3 separate regions of the Sus scrofa genome follow, and regions 2 and 3 are each linked to region 1. A link is a contact called in public Hi-C data. All regions are on one chromosome and are shown on one strand. The core of a region is the stretch at or near the end of the contact, and the rest is flanking DNA. Distances in the headings are between cores, read along the strand shown. Region 1 overlaps SYN3 (synapsin-3). Region 2 overlaps SYN3 (synapsin-3). Region 3 overlaps SYN3 (synapsin-3).

Region 1 (2,982 bases), core at 290-2,789:
GCGAACAGGAATACATGCCCCATCTAAAAGGACCTGGCTCTGCCTACAGAAATGCAGGTGCACAGGTGCCCAGATCCCTAACAATTATTCAAGAAAAGCCCCATGTCCAAGTTTTTATATGAAATCTCCCACTTTATAAATGTTAGCAGCTTATTCAGTTTTTGAAAGATCAGCAACACTGGGTGGTCCCAGTGAAATAGATTCACAAGCCACGTTCAGCCCATGCACTGCCAAATCGAGACCTCTGCATAGGTACCTGCCAGGTTACTGGGTAATATGATTGTGCCTGGCCAGGGCTAAGTTTGAAATCCACACAAACTAGAGAAGACAATGACCATTCTGCTAAATGGACCTGGTGCAGAAAGGGAGCCTACGAGGGTAGAATGTTTCAAACGTCTTCATGGTCTTTGCTTGCCTCCTCCTCCCTGGCATCTGTCACTCCTTGGCCCCCGGGCATTCAAGTTTACCACCCCTGGCCCCCGAGCTCTCTCATTGCAGCTTGACACTGCCTTGCTTTTCATTTTGGGAGAAATTGTGCTCTAGATGGACTAAATAAACCGCTTCAGTAATTCCTGATTTTTACCCCAGGCACAGTCCCTTTGGGGTATGGGAAATGTTCCCTTGGCTATCATGACAGTCAGAAGGCTTGGATGGGTCACCAACTTGCTATGACTTGAACAAATGACTTCCCTTCTGAGCTGAAGGTTCTCTGTGCAAAGAGTCGGGTGGACGGGAATAACCTCTGCAGTGCCTTCTAACCTCTAGCAGAGGAACTATTAACCCTTGATTATGCAAGGACCATGCCCCACAGTGGCAAGAGGGAATTTCTGTTGACAGGTTCCAGGCCTGGGAGCCCAAGAAACAGACTTTGACCCTAACTCACATGGCAATGGCCTCCTGCAGGCATCTAGCCAACAGACCAGCCAAAGTTCTCCCATCCCTCTGTGAGGAGTAGTAAGCATATTTTACCTACAGTGTGGCACAGGCATCGACCATCAGAGGGCTACTGGATAGGTCCCTGGAGGTGCTAGATGGTGGGAATTCTAGGATGTTGGCCCAGGGAGAGGCCAGAGAAGCTGAGGTGGTGGGAAGGCACCCCACAAATGACTACCAATGGGAACGAAGGTATTTAACCATTGTAATAATGGGTACAGCCAGGCAGGTGTGTATCCATTGAATGTCAGCTCAGCCCTCATCAGAATACTGCCTATCCCATATACAACAAGGCAGACCCGGATGCTGGCAACAGAATGAAAAGCGAATCTGCCCCCAACCCCCAGCCCCTGGGGACCTCACGGCACCCACCTCCCCCTCACGAGCTTGCTTTACTCCAGGCCACCCCCGCCCGTGGACATTGGCAAAGAGCAGGCACCATTCCAAACCCTGACTTCATGCTGACCATCAAATCCCCAAACCAGGGAGGGAGCAATGATGTCATTGTCCCTGTGTTTCAGAAAAGCAATAATCAGACGCAGAAGAGGATCGACTTTCAAGGCAGAAGGCCAAACAGTTTATCTTGGCAAAGGCCTCTGAGGATTGCCTCATAGAAAGAAAGGGCTGGCATGTGCATGAACATCATTTGTTATGAGCTGGGAATCTGCAGTGTCCTTGGAGTCAGGAAAACCTCGGGGACCCTGTTGAGATGGAGGATGTCGAATCTGAAACAAATGAGTATTAGTGTCATCTCTTCCCGTCAGAACCCTCTCTTGGGGAGGGAGGGGGCACCTCAAAGCTCAAGGAGGAGCCTTTTTCCAGCAAAGCTATGCCACTCCACCCTGGACCCAAGTCCTCTCCCATTAATATAAAGATGTCACCAGTTAAATTGGAGTAAGTGCCACAAAGGCAGGAACTTTGCTCCCTGCTATATCCTGGCATCTGTACACAGTTGAAAGATCAATAAATATTTGCTGAATGGATGACTAGGAGGAGAGAGCATGGATTGGGGAGTAGCCTCCTGGATTCGAGGGATCCAGGGGCATATCCAGGTCTGCCAGTCGGGCTTGGCTGGGCAGGCTGGGGTGATGAGGTGCAGCCATTGATTGGTTGCATATTTAAAACCGTCAACCATACTTCTCCCGTGATTCACAATCTTGCCTTCATGCTTCTGCTAGCCTTTAATCTTACTTGTAACAGTTATCTGGTCAACCTTTGGTGGTAAACACTGTTGAAAAGGCCCCGTTTTGGGAAAATAGGTTCAGGGGGAACAAGTCTCCCTGACCCCTACTTCTGCTGGGCTCTAACCCAAGCTCCATCACATCAGTGACCTTAAGCATGACACCTCCCCTCTCTGGGCCTCCATTTCCCCTTCTACAAAAAACAAAAACAAAACAAACAAACAAAAAAACAAGATAAACAAGAAGTATCCAGTGTTCTGAACTTTCAGAAGGAATTGTCTAAGCTCCCTTGTAGAAACAGAAGTCCATAGAATCTCCCCTAAAAAAATGCAATTCTTCGCAGACACAGGGGAACATTTTTGCATCCAGTATCTTGAGGTCCACCTCCCGTGTAGCCTGGCAAGGGAGCCCAGGGTCAGAGCCTTTTGGACATACTGATCTGTAAGTTCCTCCCAGCTCTGACTTTCTGGGATATTAACTAAAGTGTGACTGTGAGAAAACGCATTCCAGCTGCTTTCCTCTGAGGGCCGTCCTTCCCCCCTGCCGCAGCCAGGCTCCCTCTCACCTGCCCCGAGGGAATGAAGGAGTTTGAACTTAACTAATAATGGCCCCAAATACAGCCCCTAGTTTCCTCCAGACCCAGACCTCAAGTCAATAAAGGTAGCCCTCACGGAAATGAGGTGGAAAGCAAAAGGAAATCCAGGCAACTCAGCCTAAAAGGAATTTCCTCTTCTCTGCTTCTCCTTCCAATTTGGTCTTTCAAGGTTTGACGAAGGTGGGGCTGGGGGTGGGAAAAAATGCTAAGAGATTTTTTTTTTCAATTGAAGCTCAGAGGAGGTAGAGATGGGCGACAAAATAGAGAGGTCAG
Region 2 (2,982 bases), core at 177-2,676, 89 kb after region 1:
TTCTCAGTGTCCAAGTGTGTAAAGAGGGCACACTTCCCTGGTCACCATGCAGAGATTCCATCATCTGTTCATTCAACAAACATGTACTCAGGAGTTCCCTTAGGCTTGGTGTGGGAGAGCTCAGGAGACAGAGCCAGTAAGCAAGACAGACATGGGGTGGACAGGCCGGCAGGAAAGAATAGTAAACAAGTAAGGGCGCTGAAGGTTAGGAACGGAGCGTGATAGAAGGAAAATTAATTGTAAGAGAGAGGCTCAAAGGGGCTCGGAGTCCCAGACTCTCCCCCTCAACTTCCTGCAGCCCATGCATCCCACAGGCCCACAGTTCCTGATGTCCTCCAGAGCTGTTGCCTACAGGTCTCTGTAGTCTTTTCATCACCCTCCCCACACCCCCACAACTTCCTCTCCACCTTCTCCCAATCCCACAATGCCCCTCTCCCTCCAGAGGCCCCAGCCTCCTCCAGTCCCACAATCCCCATCTCCCCTCCATGCTGCCCATGTCTCTCCTGGCTCCACAGTCCCCATCTCCCTGCATAGCTCCCCCTATGTCTCTTCCAATCCCACAATCCCCCTCCCTCCATGACTCCCCCCATGCCTCCCCCAATCCCACAATCCCCCTCCCCTCCATGACTCCCCCCATGCCTCCCCAAATCCCACAATCCCCCCTCCCCTCCATGACTCCCCCCATGCCTCCCCCAAATCCCACAATCCCCCCTCCCCTCCATGACTCCCCCCATGCCTCCCCCAAATCCCACAATCCCCCCTCCCCTCCATGACTCCCCCATGCCTCCCCCAAATCCCACAATCCCCCTCCCTCCATGACTCCCCCATGCCTCCCCCAAATCCCACAATCCCCCCTCCCTCCATGACTCCCCCCATGCCTCCCCCCAATCCCACAATCCCCCCTCCCTCCATGACTCCCCCCCATGCCTCCCCCCAATCCCACAATCCCCCTCCCTCCATTACTCCCCCCATGCCTCCCCCCAATCCCACAATCCCCCCTCCCTCCATGACTCCCCCCAATGCCTCCCCCCAATCCCACAATCCCCCCTCCCTCCATGACTCCCCCCATGCCTCCCCCCAATCCCACAATCCCTCTCTCCCCTCCGTGGATCCTCCCTTGCCTCCCCCAATGCCACAGTCCCCCTCTTTCCTCCATGGCTCCCCATGTCCTTCCTCACTTCACAGTCTCCATGTCCCATCCTAACTCCCTTTCCCTGCCCCCTGTCCCCTGCCCCCACCACCCCAGCCCAAGGCTCTCCATTGCTTCCTCTGAAAATGCCCTCTGGCTCAGAGTTCTCCCTTCCCTCCCTAGCCTCGCCACTCCACACTCACACCCCCCAGAGCTCCTTACGGCACTTCCCTTCCATGGCCTTCTCCTCAAACCACAGCAGAGAGGCAGTGCTGACACAAGGCCAAGACACGTGAGGGAGAGCCCTGCGGCTGCCCCCCTCCCTGGGGTGTGGGCGGCTAATGGGAAGCACATGGCCGGGGTGACCGCAGGAGCCAGCCAGTCCTCCATCCCCGCGTGTCTGCTCCACACCCAGGACCCACAGCGCGGCAGGGCCAGGTGACTCCATGGATGGGAGCCCTGCTGTTCGCCCCCAGCCATGCCAGGCGGGCCTTCATACTCCAGCCTAGGGAGGAGCCAGCTTGGAAGTGAAGGGGAGGGAGTCTAGGGTGGACACCATTCCTCTGCCCACACTCACCCACCCCAGAAAGACCAGGTAGCTTCCAAGGATGAGTTGCATCTATACTTGCAGGTTCAGTCCTGCTCTAGAAAATAGCTCTCCCCTCAAGTCCCCTCACCAACCCCTCCTCAGAGGACATTGAAGGAGCTGAACTGCTGGCCTGTGTACTTGCTTCTAAGCAAGCGCCAGGCTGCTCCCTGGAGGAAGAAGGCTCCCACCTTCCTGAGGATGCCTGGGAGCTGCAGGCCAATACTGGGGGTATTGCCTCTCCTGAGACCCTTCCTGGCCCGCCTGCCTCTGCATCTCTGCACAGAGACCACCAGACATGAACACAGCTTTGGCACACATGCAGTCATGGATTCATTCATCCATTCATTCATCCGCTATTGAGCCCCTGCTCTGGACACCAGACCCCAAGCCAGGTGACGGGGATACAGCAGTGAACACAATAGTAGAGACACTGTCCCTTAGAGCTTCCACCTGGGAGGCGAGAGGCAATCAGCAGATGAAGGACCCCTGCACTCCCTTCCCCTCCCTCCTGGGAGTGCAGCCCCTTCTGTCTTGCTTCAGCATTATCTCTGCCCTCAAGAGCTCCTGCATCTCTGAGTTTCCTCAAAATTCCCTCTCAGGAAACAAAAATTTGTACCCGAGGGGCCAAGGCTCCCTACCTCCAGACATTCAGAGGGTCAGGAATGAAAGACCTTTCACATTAAAATAAAAGAAAAAAAAAGTGGGTTTGGACTTTAAAAAACAAGAAAACATCTTCCAAAAATGTTACAGGAGGGAGGGGAAAATGACTTTTTAGATTTTCTTTTTTTCTTTCAGAAACATTGCAGAGTTGTTTCCCTGGCTTTTCAGTTTAGAGTGGGGTCAAGGGAGATGGGGAGCTTTTTACCAAGAAGATAAAAGATATTTTTTCCCCAGTTGGGGAAAAAAAAAGACAGAAGAGATCCAAAAATACTGATTTCTTCAGCCGCCTCTGTGGTGAGGACATAAAATTTGTGGGACATGTTTTGTGAAGGTCCTCACAGTGAAATACTCGGGGGAAAGACCCTTGAACTTGTCCTCCATGACCTGTCCAAGCAATGACATTGCTCACTGGAAAAAAATGTTTCCCTGGGGAGACCAGAATGTCCACTTCCTTTGGCTATGTCCACCGTGGGGACTCCAAAATGCTCTGACCTCAGGTTCCTTGTGGCGGCTGTTTTCCACTGCAGGAAATATAGGAAACAGAAACCGGAACAGAAAGGGGTGGGCAGGTTCAGGGGAGAAAGGATAGGCCTGCGCACACTTA
Region 3 (2,982 bases), core at 284-2,783, 70 kb before region 1:
GTGTACGTTAAGGCCCAGTAGCAGGACAGAGCTTGACTTAAAGAACTCAAAGACCATCAGTGGGGCTGAAGCACAGTGATAAAGGGACAAAGAGAAGGAGATGGTGTTGAGTGGATCAGCAGAGGTCAGGCCCTGAAGGTTTTTTTTGTTTGTTTGTTTGTTTGTTTTTTTATTCCAAGTGCAAAGGGAAGCCACTGGAGGGTGTCAAGATGACAAACACATCAGATGTCCTGGAAAATACATGTGGACCCCAAATCACATGTCTTGTAAGCCAGGACGCTCATCAGCTCTCCCCCTCTGGCTGACTGTTATAAGGGGACCGATGTACTTTTGCTGCAATGAATTTTCTTCCCCTGTCCGTTAATGAATTCAGTCCATCAGCACCTGCTTACATGCAAGGCATTTTATTCCTAGACTCTGGGCATAGTGAGCAAAACATACCAGACAAGTCCCAAGGAGCTTACATCTAGTGGGAGGGACAAACAATAAAATTAGTCCTATAATATGAAATGGTGCTAAGTTCTATACAGAATATAAAACAGTTATGAAGAGTGCATAGGGAGATGGGCAGAGAAGGAAGCCAGGTCAAGTGAGATAGTCGGAATAGGCTTCTCTGAGGAGCTACTTGAGCTGAAGCCTGTATCCAAAAAAAAGCCTCCGGCCATGGGATAACTAGAGTGTACTCCTGGCCAGGGAAAGAGCAGGTGCAGAGGCAGCCTTGATTGGAGGGTCAGGGTGTTTCTGCTCAGCTGCAGAGATGCATTTAATATGGATGAGGTTAGCAGACTGGGGTTAAAAAGCCAGAAGGACCATGAAGTGGGCAGGAGCCCACATAACCACCATCAGGTTGCCAAGCCAGAGTCAAGGCTGGAAAGAGGGGACAGGTCGCCACGCTGAAGAGCAGGTATCAGATACCCCAACAGAGGATCCAGCAGGTCTTGTCCTGTACGTCACTCTTCATCTGCCTCTGACCATCGACTAAATCCTGGAAGCATGAATTTCCAAAAAGATATTCAAATTTACTCAAGATATGCATGTTTCAACAAAATTACATGAGAAGTCCATTGTGGTCATTCAAATGAATTGGCAAAGAGGGAAATTATGGGTAATACCCAGAAGTATTGAAAAAGCCTCTCAGCTTACAAGGAACTGATTCATTCAAATGATAGCAAGTTAATGAGAAGGAGAGGGCATAAGCAATTATTTTGAGGACACTTGCACAATAACCCAGAGAAGAACAAGAAAGCCCTTGGGAAGTGCAGGAATGCTGAAGAATCTCGCCTCTCTATTAACACAGTTACTCTCCTCCTCTTTCCACCTCTTAAAACCAGCTCCTCTTTCTTACTCCTAAGTTTTTTCTCCCATAATACTTTTGCTGGTGCTTAGCTAACTGACCCCTTTTGTCCACTGTTAAGCTGTTGAACTTTAGACCTGTTTCCCATTGCTCATGGATAAATTCTTTCTGTATTCCCAGAGTAAACTCCCAAAAGAAGAACTCTGATTGGCTCAGACTATCTCTTTGCGCTGCATGACTAACCGTCCTTGGCCCAGGTGATCACTCCTGCGCCAGTCGGCTGTAGCAGAACTCAGCACTGGCCTATGTGTGGTTCTGATAAAAATCCTGGGTGCATTATTGTCACGGGTTGTGTAGGGTGACCTACTCATCCCATGTGCCTGGGACTTTCCAGATTTTAAAACTGAAAATCATGTCCCAGGACCCTCCTCAGTTTGGGACAAACTGGGTCAGTTAGTCACAGTACAGTGGTGGGTGGGACAGTTCCCTACAGAGTTCTGCAAGGACAGATGGTGAGCTGGACACCTTTGGCATCCAGGATGTGGGAACGTCAGTGTTTTTATCCACTGATGGTGGGAGTGAAAATAGTTATGACCTTTCTGGGGCTGGGGGTGGGGTGGGGGGCATCTGTAAATATATATGAAAAGTAAAAAAAAGTGTGGTTTTTTTTTTTTTTTTTTTTTGTATTTTTAGGCCACACCCACAGCACATGGAAGTTCTCAGGCTAGGGTCAAAATGGAGCTGCATCTGCCAGCCTATGCCGCAGCCACAGCAACTTGAGATCCAAGCCATGCCTGTGGCCTACACCACAGCTCATGGCAATGCTATATCGATCCTTAACCCACTGAGCGGGGCCAGGGATCAAACCTGCGTCCTCATTGTATACGAGTTGGGTTTGTTACCACTGAGCCACAACAGGAACTCCAAAATATGTGGGTTCTTTGACTTAGAAGCACTTGAATAATTAACCAGAAGCACTTGAATAATTAACCCAAAATAATCAACCCAGGGTGTAAGGATTCACGTGCAAATCCGTTCATTGAAGCATTATTCATAAAAGTGAAGTAATGGAAGTAACCTAAATAAGTGAGATAAACCAGAAGTACTTCGCAGCCATTAAAAATAACGGTGTAGCTTCGTAAATATTGATACAGAACTTTGCCATGACATATTCTTAACAAGAAAAGGAAGTAATTAAGTATTTATTATTATAAAAAATAATCACATTTATGTGAAATGGAATGCATCAGAAAAAGCTGTGGAAGAATTCTCTGGTGGCCTATCAGTTAAGGACCTGGAGTTGCCACTGCTGTGGCTTGAGTCACTGCTATGGCACATGTTTGATCCCTAGCTTGGACACTTCCACAGGCTGTGGGAGTGGCCAAAAAAAAAAAGTTGTGGAAATACCCAGGGTGAGATTAGAGATGACATTTATCTTTAAACTATTTTGATTTTTCTGAATGTTTTGCAATGCATAATTATTCTTTCTGTATTTGGATTTTTTCCCATTTTTTAGACATAAAAAAAAAATCCTGAACCAAGAAAGCCAATGAAATAGTGTTTTCATTTAAAAGATGTTTTTATTTTCCAATTTTGTTCTGGTCCATTAATTTTAGGACACATAGGGGCTTGATTCACGTTCCAACTGATCCACTTGGGTTTGGTTTTGTTTAAAAACAAAAACAATG

The links. Hi-C and Micro-C count contacts between places; a contact is called where the count stands out from the background.
Region 2: a contact with region 1 is called in a Hi-C map of subcutaneous adipose tissue, with 2.0 times the contacts expected there. A contact is called at or near these places in 10 of 47 Hi-C or Micro-C datasets (alveolar macrophages, embryonic fibroblasts, heart right ventricle and 6 more) and 1 of 2 datasets of targeted methods (skeletal muscle).
Region 3: a Hi-C map of liver shows a contact between it and region 1, with 4 times the contacts expected there. A contact is called at or near these places in 3 of 47 Hi-C or Micro-C datasets (heart right ventricle, liver and skeletal muscle) and 1 of 2 datasets of targeted methods (skeletal muscle).

The regions. Positions count from the first base shown.
Region 1 is chr5:12,394,947-12,397,928 of Sscrofa11.1, forward strand. The region is part of intron 6 of SYN3 (synapsin-3); the gene reads left to right. LOC102167235 (a long non-coding RNA gene) reads right to left here. Exons shown (of 3, transcript XR_298408.3): 3 at 1-1,658. Among named protein-coding and RNA genes, the nearest start is that of FBXO7, 130 kb to the right of the region's middle.
Region 2 is chr5:12,483,590-12,486,571 of Sscrofa11.1, forward strand. All of the region lies in intron 10 of SYN3 (synapsin-3), which reads left to right. Among named protein-coding and RNA genes, the nearest start is that of FBXO7, 41 kb to the right of the region's middle.
Region 3 is chr5:12,324,903-12,327,884 of Sscrofa11.1, forward strand. All of the region lies in intron 6 of SYN3 (synapsin-3), which reads left to right. Among named protein-coding and RNA genes, the nearest start is that of TIMP3, 84 kb to the left of the region's middle.